Linked DNA regions of Mus musculus: region 2 is linked to region 1. Evidence: chromatin contacts called from public Hi-C data. All regions are on one chromosome and are shown on one strand. The core of a region is the stretch at or near the end of the contact, and the rest is flanking DNA. Distances in the headings are between cores, read along the strand shown.

Evidence for each region. A called contact is a pair of places that touch in the nucleus more often than the background predicts.
Region 2: a Hi-C map of the N1E-115 cell line shows a contact between it and region 1, with 3 times the contacts expected there. The contact joins two enhancer-like sites. A contact is called at or near these places in 1 of 15 datasets of contacts at CTCF or cohesin (stem cell-derived epiblast-like cells), 7 of 484 Hi-C or Micro-C datasets (the N1E-115 cell line, bone marrow-derived macrophages, colorectal tumor organoids and 2 more), 5 of 115 datasets of contacts at active chromatin or transcription factors (embryonic basal ganglia, embryonic midbrain, embryonic stem cells and 1 more) and 1 of 9 other capture datasets (embryonic stem cells).

The regions. Positions count from the first base shown.
Region 1 is chr7:122,468,073-122,473,602 of GRCm38.p6, forward strand. The region is part of intron 5 of Prkcb (protein kinase C, beta); the gene reads left to right. Among named protein-coding and RNA genes, the nearest start is that of Gm51497, 170 kb to the left of the region's middle. Within about 2 kb of position 3,024, at least 14 of the 459 cell types and tissues checked have an H3K27ac peak or open chromatin away from gene starts, as enhancers often do. A contact at or near this core is called in the N1E-115 cell line, where this site is marked.
Region 2 is chr7:122,870,392-122,875,921 of GRCm38.p6, forward strand. No RefSeq gene overlaps it. Among named protein-coding and RNA genes, the nearest start is that of Gm39082, 51 kb to the right of the region's middle. Within about 2 kb of position 2,025, at least 19 of the 459 cell types and tissues checked have an H3K27ac peak or open chromatin away from gene starts, as enhancers often do. A contact at or near this core is called in the N1E-115 cell line, where this site is marked.

The sequences.
Region 1 (5,530 bases), core at 1,774-4,273:
GTAGTATAGAGCGGTCTGCACACGGCACAGGCCAGGGCCAGCCCATGCTTCCTTTCTAGCCCGGAAGTTGTAGGTGGATGTGTTGGTTGTTGAAAATCTCGAGGAATTGGAGAAAGCTGAGCTGCTCAATCCTTGTCCTGGTCCTCCCAGAGCTTTAGGGGAAGAGCCAAGGTCAGGCAATGGCCCGAGGCCCCCAACCCTAAGAGGGAAGACAGCACAAGCACTGTTCTAACTGCCCGAGGAGCTTCACTAAGGAAAGCACCACCCGACTCTGACTTGTTACCATCTCTGGAGGAGTCCCTAGCAATGTTCATTAAAATGCACCTATGTGTGGTGGCTCTCGAATTCCCTGTTTGGGAATCTGTCCAACTAAAATAAACACTGTCACACAGAGGAACAGGTACCAAATGAGCGTGTTTACCGACTGTGGTGGAAAGAGTAATAAGCTTGAACAGAACATATCCGTCTTTTGGGATGTTAGGCAGTTGCTGAAATGTCGGCTTTGAATAGGCTAGTCCTTTTCTGAACAGGAATTGTTATCCAGTTGTGCTCAGTTTATACAATTCATTAAGTCATGTAATTATATGCCATATACTTTCAAATTATGTTGTGTTTCTTTCTACTTATACGACTTAAGAAATACAAATTCTAAATAATTAAACAACACCAACCCAGCTACAGCTATTGATCTGTTGTAGAAGTTGGCAAATTATGACTTGGGGCCAAATCTAGCCTGTTTCTATAATGAGATGTTATTATACCACACTCATATTTATTTGCATGGTGTCTCTGGCTGCTTTTCTCTTTTTCAATCAAATGGCAGAGTTCATATGGTCTGTGTAGCCTGGACTATTTGCTCCTTGGCTGCCTCTGAAAAGAACCCCTGGACCTAGAGGTACATCCATAGCCATTATGTAAGAAGGTTAGGTTTCATAAAAGTATCTGCTATGAATTCCCATCGACTAAATAAGCAACTGCAGCCGATACTCCCTGTGTACAAGGTGTGTTTGTGTGTTTCATAAGTGTGGGACTAAAGGGGAGGAAGCACATGAGCTGGGCTGCAGATACTGGGGTCACAGGGGATCAGGAGTGGAGGCCTTGCTGGAGGTGGGGAGAGCATCGTCTCTTCTTCTCTTTGTTCCTCTGGTTGCAGTAGATACATTTTACATTTTTGTGTCCTGGGGCTTGAATCTAGGGCCTTGTGATGCCAGACCAATGCTGGGTACCTGAGCCTTCCTTTGAGAACTTAATTTTGAGATAGAGGCTAAAGTTATCCAGGATGAGTTTGAACTCATGATCCCCCTGCCTCATCTCCTGAAGAACTGGGATTATATCACATTTGTGTGTGTGTGTGTGTGTGTGTGTGTGTGTGTGTGTGTGTTGTATGTGTATATATAAGTATTGTAAATGTATGTACATGTGTGTATGTGTGTAATGTATGTGTATGTAAATGATGTATCTGTACATCTGTACACGTGAATACATGTGAGCATTTATGTGTATGCATATGTGTATATTGTGGCATGCATGTGTAAATGATGTATGTGTACATGTGTATGTGTGCAAGTGTGTGGATATATATGTATATATAGATGTGTGGTAAATATATATATATATATATATGAGTGTGTGTGTGTATATAGATATACATATATATGTGTTATGTGTGTGTATATTGTATAGTGTGCATGTGTGTGCACATGTGTATGCATCCATGAACAAGCACAGTGACAAGATGAGGACATTATCACTCTTGGTCTGATTTGTTACTAAATTTGGAGCTGGGCTGGCAGCCAGCAAGCCCCAGCAATTCTCCTGACTCTATCACCCTGTACGACTGCAGTTACAGGTGTGTACACCTGACGTTTTACATGGGTGCTGGGGATTTGAACCTAGGTACTTAGGGTTGTAGAGAAGGCATCCTCACCCAGAGAAGCCGTCTCCCCACTGTGTAGCCGTCCTGAAACGCACTTTGTAGACAGCCTGGCCTTGAATTCAAGAGAGATCCTTCTGCCTCAGCTCCCAAGTGCCGGGATTAATGGTGTGCACCACGATTACCCCTTCTTACTTTTATACCTTTTGAGAAAAAAAACCAAACAAACAGTAAAATGGAAAAATGTTTAAATAGGACAAAAGCTTTTAATAAAATGGCTCCCCAAAGAGTAGCAATCAAAACTGAGTGGACATACTCAGGGACTGTACATTGGTGGCTTTGAGCAGGATGCTGGGTGGGCATGGGCCTGGCAGAACCAGGCTTATGCCCTGCCTGGGAACTTCAAGTTTCTATTGCCTCTCCCTGTCTCTCTATCTCAGGAGCTGGGTCTGTTCTTTGGATTTTAGGCACACTGGTGGCCGGCCTTCTTCCGGCAGCTCCATCACCACCAAGCTCCACCCAATCCCACCTCTAGTCCAGATTCTTTTACTTAAAGAAACCCCTGCCGCGACAGTACCTTCCATTCTCAATCCTGTGGTCTGACTTCCTAATGCCTCAGAGTTCCGTTTTTTTGTTTCAGAAACCACTGGACACCCCAGCTGCTCTGTAGACCAGCTGCAACATCAGGGAACTGGTTAGACCTTCAGAAATCTCAGGCTCAACTCCAAGCCTGCAAGTCGATATCTACATTTTAACAAAATCCCTGTGCACATTTCTGCACTCAGAAATCCCAGTCACCCTGCGGCTGGTTAAGAACCCCAAGAGAAGCAGAAAGAGTTTGCCTCATTGGCCACTAGGGGGCAGGCGGCACCCGTGCTCTGCTCCCATGTGGGTTGGGCACAGGGGCCCATGTCTTGTATGGAGGATGCCTACCAGTTCCTCCACCCTCACAGCATCTCAGGTGTTGTGAAGATTTGAGATCAGAGCCCCTTGAGCCAGGACCCCCTCTTGCTCTGTTCTGAATCTTCTGTGTCTTGGCTTGAGACTCCTCATGCAGGATGAGCTCTCGGCTTGAGTTGGTACCAGATCACCAGGGCCTTCTACCCTTAGCCCGCGTCTCTACCTCCCGCAGGGAACTCGCATCTGTCCAAAAGAGCTGGCCAGGCTCCTGCTTCTGGCTGGCTTTTCTCATGGATGGGTTGCTGAAGCATTGTGGTTTCGAGTCTGGGCTTTAGGGGCAGGCTTCGGTTTGAAAGCTAGATCTCTCACGAGCAAATATTTGCCGGGTGCCTCCTGTGTTCCTCCCCTGCTCTCCTGCAAAAGACTGCAGGCACATTCACGACGCCTTCATTTTTCTCAATGATGAGAGATGAACACAAAATAAACAAGACATGTCCCTAAGACAGCCTGTGAGGAAGTAAAGGAGTGTGATCCGTGGCCTGCCTGTCACTAGCGGAGATGGTGGCATTTGTCTGAGACTACAGTGGCAAGCTTGGAAGAGAGCTTGTTGCAGTTTCCAGAAAAGAACATGACAGGCAGGGGGAACAACAGAGGCAGAGGCCAGGAGAAGAATTGTTACAGAAACTGTTTGGAGTGGGTGTGGCTAAGCCTAGTGATGCAGTGCCCAGCTTTGCCCGGTGCTGTGGTGTGGCTGGGGTGGGATCCTGGACTATTAAAGAGATAGGAAGAGAGCACTGCAGTGGAGACAGTCCAGGAAGCTCTCTGCAGGAGGCAGGATGGGAGTGGGCTAGAGGGCTGGGGGGAGCCATGGCTAATGCTTGCTGCATGCTCGTCTACCATGACAGTTCTGCCAGGCTGCCTTAGGAACTGTGGGGACGAAGGGGTGGTTCCAACTTTAGAATGGCCTTAGGTCTGGGTGGGTTCACTCTGTCTCCTCCAGCATTTGCTGACGACAACGCCAGGTCGCTCGGTGTTGGTGTTGGTCATGCACTTTTCCCATGTATGGTAACCTTTTGAGGTAGTTATTAACATCCACTCCATTTTAGAGACGAGGAAAACAGGGAGAGGGAGGAGAGGGAGAGCCAATGTTTGCAGGACTGTAAGGTAGAAAGGGTTCCTCATCTTCACATCAGCCCGTCCTTCTGCAAAATGATGTCTTCTATGGGTCGAGTCCTGGCCAGGAGGCTGGGTAAATCCCTGGACTGAGAAATAGTTAGGTGGAGGATGCCTTTTCTCACGGAACCTGGAACATTCCAGCAAGTTCTCAGGATCTGCCCCACCCACTCACCATGGGTTAGAGCTCTACTGTTCCAGGTTTCACTCGGGGGCCCGGGATCTGGACTCAAGCTTGCATGGTAAGCACTCCCACACCGACCCATCTCCTTGGGCCCTTCCTGACTGACTCTTCTGTTAACTAAATCTTCTGTCCAGTGACCTTTTAATTCCCTCTTCAGCCTGGCTGATCTGATTGTGCTCCCCTGAGCCAGAAGTCCAGGTCCCTGGGGGCCCAGCAGAGAAAGGCTGAGGTGGAGCCACACCCTGAGGAAATGGTAGTGCTTGCTTGTTTCTGCACCGATCTTTTTGGCATAGTTGGAGAGCTTACAACCTTGCAGCCAAGTCTTTGAGAAAGTGAGACACTAGGCGACTGTTCCTGGCTGCAGTGCTCTCTCTGCCTGACCTGAGAGCTGAGATCTAGGGAGCAGAGACATTCAAAGAGACAGTCTACGCCGATTGCTTCAAACACCGACCTGGTGGTGCATTTGGCCACCATTTCCTGGCCCTTACTAAATATCAGGTGCTTTAAGGAGACCGTCTCACCGAATCCCCACCTCACCTCACATCTCTGAGGATGACCACTCAGTTGTCAGGCACAATGATTGTGGTGTGGCGAGTTCAGCCCCTCGTTCAGAGTCACGAAGCTGTCAAGTGGCCCATCTAGCATACAAGACCCAGGAGTCAGACATGACTCCAGGACTTGAGTCCTCAGCCACTCCCCTGCCCACTTCCCTGGGTGCTCTCAGACATCTTAGCCTTCGAGAACTGAGAACATCAAGAGAGAGAAGGAGGGAGGAAGGGAGAGGGAGAAGAAGAGGAGAAGTGGGAGGAGGAGGAGGAAGAGAGAAGAGGAAGGAGAGAGAGACAGAGACACACAGAGACATAGAGACAGAGATATACACACAGAGACATAGAGAGAGACACACAGAGAGACATAGAAACAGAGAGAGACAGAAAGATACACAGAGAGACAGAGAGAACACTAGCAGGGACTTGTCCCAGCTTCACAATAGTATCCAGAGAAAAAGGTTTTTATGTTAAAATTAAGTGATGCTCACAGGAGACAGTATATCCTGGGAAACACCTTACCACCTTGGGTGATGAACCTTGGAAGACCCTGGGACAGTTCAGAGCCAAGAGCCACTCTGAGTCAATGGAACGGGGTGGAGGTGGGGATACAGTAGAAGTTGAATGTACTGAGGGTAGGGTAGTCTGGAGGAGGGTATTGGAGAAAAAACTATAGCCAAAGTCAACCAGTGAAACCCAGGAACCCAGAAAACCAAGGAACCCAGGAAAGCAAGTGGCTAAGTAGACATTCAGGATACTTTCCTGAAGTGTTTGCTAGCTCCGTTCCTTAGCCTATCCAGGACAGCGTATAGTGACTTGGGATCTCCTACTTCCCACATGAGGCATCTCAGTTCC
Region 2 (5,530 bases), core at 775-3,274, 400 kb after region 1:
AAAACCAAACAAACAAAAAAAAGGTCCACAAGGCCTTTTTTTAAAAAATCAATTCCTTGGGGCTGGAGAGAATGAATACTCAGTGGTTAAGGGCATTGACAGCTTTTCCAGAGAACCAACACACACACACACACACACACACACACACACACACACACACACACACACAGCAGCAGCAGCAGCAGCTCACAACTCTCTGTGACTCCAGTTCAAGGCAATCCAACACCCTCACACAGACATATATATGAAAGCAAAACACCAATGCAAATAAAATAAAAATAAATAAATAACCAGGAAAAAAAGGATCAATTCCTTGTTTGGGCTCATAGTTTCACCACATAAAACGCCCCAGAACATCCACAGAGCAGAGAGCAGAAAGTCAGGCCTCTGGGCAGCTGTGTCCTAAACAAGCTGCATCGAAAGGCAATCAGGCCTGTTTACTTCCATGTAGCACGGAGCCACATAGCCCTGAAGCCTATTAATAACATGCATAATGATACATCCAAATTCATTCATCCATTCCCTTTTGAATGGTCATGTGGGTGACTCCCAATATGAGGCTATCACAGGCATTGCCTCCATGAACACTGTGCATGATTCCTGGTACCCAAGACAGCGCACTTCTGTAAAGTATACATGTGTCTAGGAGTAAAAAACGCCAAGTAACAAAGCTCTAAAATTATAGGTGCAGACACCTGGCTTTGCAAAGTGATTCTGTCACTCTCTGTGTGTGCTGCAGCGTTCCCATGGTTCTGCATCTGTACCAACACTGAGCATCCTGTCTGGTACCCCTCCCTGTCTCTGTTGGCTATTGCTGCAGAATAATAGATGGCCTTCAGAAATCACAAGACAGCAGGCATTTTCTCACACCTGTTCTTGGGTTAAGAATCCAGAGATGGCTTAGTTGGAATGTTCTGAGCCTCTCAAGAGTCTGAGGTCAAGATGTTATCCAGAGCCATAGTCATTTGGAAGTTGAACTGAGCAGGAAGATCTGTTTCCAGCTCCCTGATACAGCTGGTGGCTGGGAGCCTCCATTGGTTGGACCACAGTGTCCTCGGGGAACTGCTTATGACAGGACAGCAGGCTTCCCCAAGCAAACTAATGGGGGGGGGGGAACACCCAGATGGAACTCCACGTGACTTTCATAAACTAAACTCGGGAGCAGCATATCAACATTTTCTGTTGATCATACACACTAGCTCTGATAATAAATGGGAGATTACAAACACCAGGGCATGGCGACCATTCCGAACCATCCTGAAGGCTGCTTACCACTCACCGTGGCTTCAGTTTACCTAAAATTGATTGTTCATATGTTGAAGATGTTCACACTTGTATTGGCCATGAGGTTTGTGAGTATTTTGTGGGTTTTTTTTTTTCTTGTTGGTTTGTATTTTTCTTAGTGATTTATAGTACTTTTAATTGTTTAGAGTCAAGGTTTCTCTAGGCATCCCAGGTTGACATCAAAGCTATGATCCCTCTGCCTCAGCCTCTGCATTGGTAGTATTATCTGTGTACCTGAACACTTGGCTTGAAGGGTACTTGTATTCTAGATAAGACACCTTTTATTCTGCATTACAACTCTTTTCCCGCGTGGGGCTCATCTTTTCACCTTTTAATGAAGCCTTTCTTATTAATGAAGTTTCCCTTTGGTGTTAGAGATCAAACTCAGGGTCCATGGAAAACAGGCAAATACTCTACCACTGAGCCCTAGCCCTAGCCCTTACTAATGCCTTTTAATAAAGAGAAGTTCTTATTTGAGCAGAGCCAAATCCATAGCTGGTGATTTGTATCTTACTTAACAATTTTCTCCTGAGGTCAGGAAAACATTCTTTCATATTATCTCCTAAAAGCTTTATTATTTGCCTTCTAAAAGTTAGATCCATAATGCTCTTGGAATAGATTTTGTGCAGGTATGATGTAAGGGTCTAATTTTATGTTTTTTCTGTCCTGGTCCCCTATTGTCCCAGCACTGTTTATGAGAACACTGTCCTTTTCTATGGCTCTGCTGAGTCACCCTGATGATGCCTGTTTCCAGGCACAGCGCTCTGATCAATGGCTCCTTTTGTTGGCTCTGGTTCACATGTCACACGTTTTTAAGCAGATCTTTGTATTAAGTCTTAATATCGTGTCTGGTAAGATCTCTAGCTTTGTTTCCAAGAAGCACAAAGGAAAATGATGCACTTCTTCCTCCAGAGTGGCTGTTCTGGGGAGTAATGAATGGTTTCTGCCCTTAGGAGTGCCTAAATCCTGATAATCCTTTAATATCTAAATGATCGCTCACCTTGTCTGTGACATCTCCCCCAGGTATAGAATCCCTCATCTGACCACCTCTGAGAACAAGGGCCCATCCCTGTCAAGTGGCTAGCTACACAGATTGCTAATTCCTGTGACTGCTTTATTCCCTGTTCTAGAATGCAAATGTTCCAAAGGCTCCTTCGAGGCTCGCATCTCATTCAGCGTTGTCAATCTAGCACAAGACCTATACACAGTAGATACTCGGTAAGTATTTGTGACATCAGTGTATTTTCATCATTTGAACTGGTGTTTAATTGTAACATGGAGCACCAGACTAAAGAATGAATTTTACTTCCCCAAAGTCTCCAACGGTATCCAAATTCAAGTTTCTAATCAGTAATCATGCACAGACTTGGTGTTAAAACTATAATGTGATATTCAGCTAACTCTGGGCTTACACTATACAGCTCTTATGGTCCTTCGTGAACAAGAACTGAAGTCTTATTTCTGATTGCAAAGAGTCAAAATAAAAACACAAATCCCTTGAATGCTCTCTCTCTCTCCCTCTCCCTTTCCTTCTCCCTCTCCCTCTCCCCCTCTTTCTCTTTCACACACACACACACCTTCTTCTTGTTTTCCCACTCTCCTCCATGTTTGTAGGCTCCATAAAGAGTAATAGGAATGAAGGCAGTGCCAACATCTTCTCATCTCTTGCTGTCACAATCCTCCTTTCACCCACCTTGTAGATGCCAATGCTGGCTATCCCTGGGATCCTGTATGAGCCTTCAGGAGCCCCTGAAGGGTGGTACCTCGTCCCTAGGAGTACTCACATGCCAAAAGTCCATGAGCTCAAAGGCACTTTCCTTCATCCCACCAGAATTCTTATCCCCAGGGAAGTGAGATGAGGTTCTGGCCAAGCTGGCCCTGTGCCAGTTGTTAAGCTGTTATCTCTCAGCCCCAAACTCGACACTGAGGTCTTGTGATCCAGGAGCCAGCAACTGGAAGAGCACATCTCTGCATTTCTAGCTGCTTCCTGCTAGGTTCTGTTCTCTGAGGGCATTAGAGGGTGACTGAGGCTGCAAAAGGAGCAGGCTCTTTCTCTTCTCCTGAGTACCCCTAGCAATATTTCCTGTCTCCTGATTCTTCCTCCCATGATACCAGCTGATCCCAGTCTGCAGCCGGAAACTGTCCTGGGAAGACAGCCCCAGTGCGTTTTTCTTCAGTCCCAGCCCTTGCATACAAATCTAACCATCAGTGCCCAGAGTACCTGTCTCCAAGTGTTAATTCCATTTTATCATTAATTCCCCAAAACTAGGGGCATTGAAATTCTCTTCAACTGCTTCCTCTCTAATAAATCAATAATGTCTTCAAGCAGTTTTAGTTACCTGGTTATCTTCTTATCTGTTGGTTGGTTGTTTTGGTGAGACAGTCTTGAGCATCCCAGGTTGCCCTCAAACTCACTGTGTAATTGAGATAACCTTGAACTTCTGATTGCTAGAACTTACAGACATGCCTCACCACACCTAGTTTCTACTTAACGGTGCTTTGTGTTATATTTTCTTATTAAGCAGCTAATAAGGTTTCTACGTGGGACTGACAGAATAGTGCAGATTCTCCTCCTAGCAAAGCACTTTCCTGTTCTTATTCATTCACGCCAATAACCCCAATGTAAAAAGTCTGGGTACAGTCCTCAGGAAATTTGAGCTCTCCCAACTTCTAATGCCAGACATAAAAGAAGATATCTAAAGTTTCTCTGAGTCTATTTGGCCAACTGAAATAGAAATAGCAGAGGCTAGCCTCTTGCTTGGTTTCCAAAAAGAGACCATGACCAAAAGCAGCTTGAGGAGAATTGTGCTTACTTGGCTTATATGCCTCCATCACTTGTCCATCCTCTTGAGGGAAGCCAAGACAGGAACTCAATCAGGGCAAGGACCTAGAAGCAGGAACTGATTCAGGGACCATGGAGGAACTTTGCTTAGTAGCTTGCTTCTCATGGGTTGCTCAAACTGCTTTCTTCTGTGACCCAGGCCCGATAGCTCAGGGATGCTCTAGGCCCTCCCATGTCAAAAAAAAGTCACCATAGACTTGCCTACAGGCCAATCCAATGGAAACACTTTCTCAATTTAAGTTCCCACCTCCCAGATGATCCTAGCATGTGTCAAAATGACCTAATCAGCAAATCCATCCTCAGAGGAACATCTGAACCTCGTCAATGAAAACCAATAAAACTTGGTACCTCAAGAAATATCCATTGAAATCACTCTCATTGAGAGGAGGAGGTTAGGCATGGGTCAACCAAAACTAAAGATGGAGTCGTAGTTAGGGTTTTATTGCTATAAAGAGACATCATAACCAAGGCAACTCTTATAAAGGAGAACATTTAATTGAAGCTGGCTTACAGTTTGGAGGTTTACTCCATTATCATCATGGCAGGAAGCATGACAGAGTCCAGGCAGACATGGTGCTGGAGAAGGAGCTGAGAATTCTGAAGCTTTACCTAAAGATAGTCAAGAGGAGACTGGAATTCTACACTGGGCAGAGCTTGAACATAAGAAACCTCAAAGCCCACCCCCACAGTGACACACTTCCTCCAACAAGGCCACACCTCTTAATAATGTCACTTCCTGTGGGCCAAGCATTCAAACACATCAGTCTATTCAAACCCTATTCAAACATATGGCAAACTAATAGAAATGCACTACTTTGTAAGCTGTCTTAATTGTTCTATTGCTATAAGAGCACCATGACCAAGGCAAACTTCTTGAAGAAAACAAGTGGGGACTTGCTTACAGTTTCAGAGGTTTAGTCTATTATCATCACAGCAAAGAGATGGCAGCATGCAGGCAGGCATGGTGCTGGAGATGTATCTGAGAGCTTTACATCTTGATCCACTATCAGTGAGCAGAGAGAGAGAGAGAGAGAGAGAGAGAGAGAGAGAGAGACTGGGCCTGGTGTGGGCTGTTGAAACCTCCTCAAAGCATACCCCTGTGACATCCCGCCTCCAACAACACCTCCTACTCCTTCCCAGACAGTTCTACTAACTGGAGACCAAAAATTCAAATACATGAGTCCATGGGGCCATTCTCATTCAAACCCATCACATAAACTAACTTAAAATATACTTTTATTAAAAATGAGTTTGAACACAGATTTGCTGCCTGTGTGAAAAATGTTTCCCCCTAAGAAGATATAAATTATTAAATGAAAATCTCAGTGCCAGGTGTGGCATACTTCTCTATTTCTTGTTAATTAGGGGCTTTCAGAAGCCCCCATAATAACACAGGCTACTTCC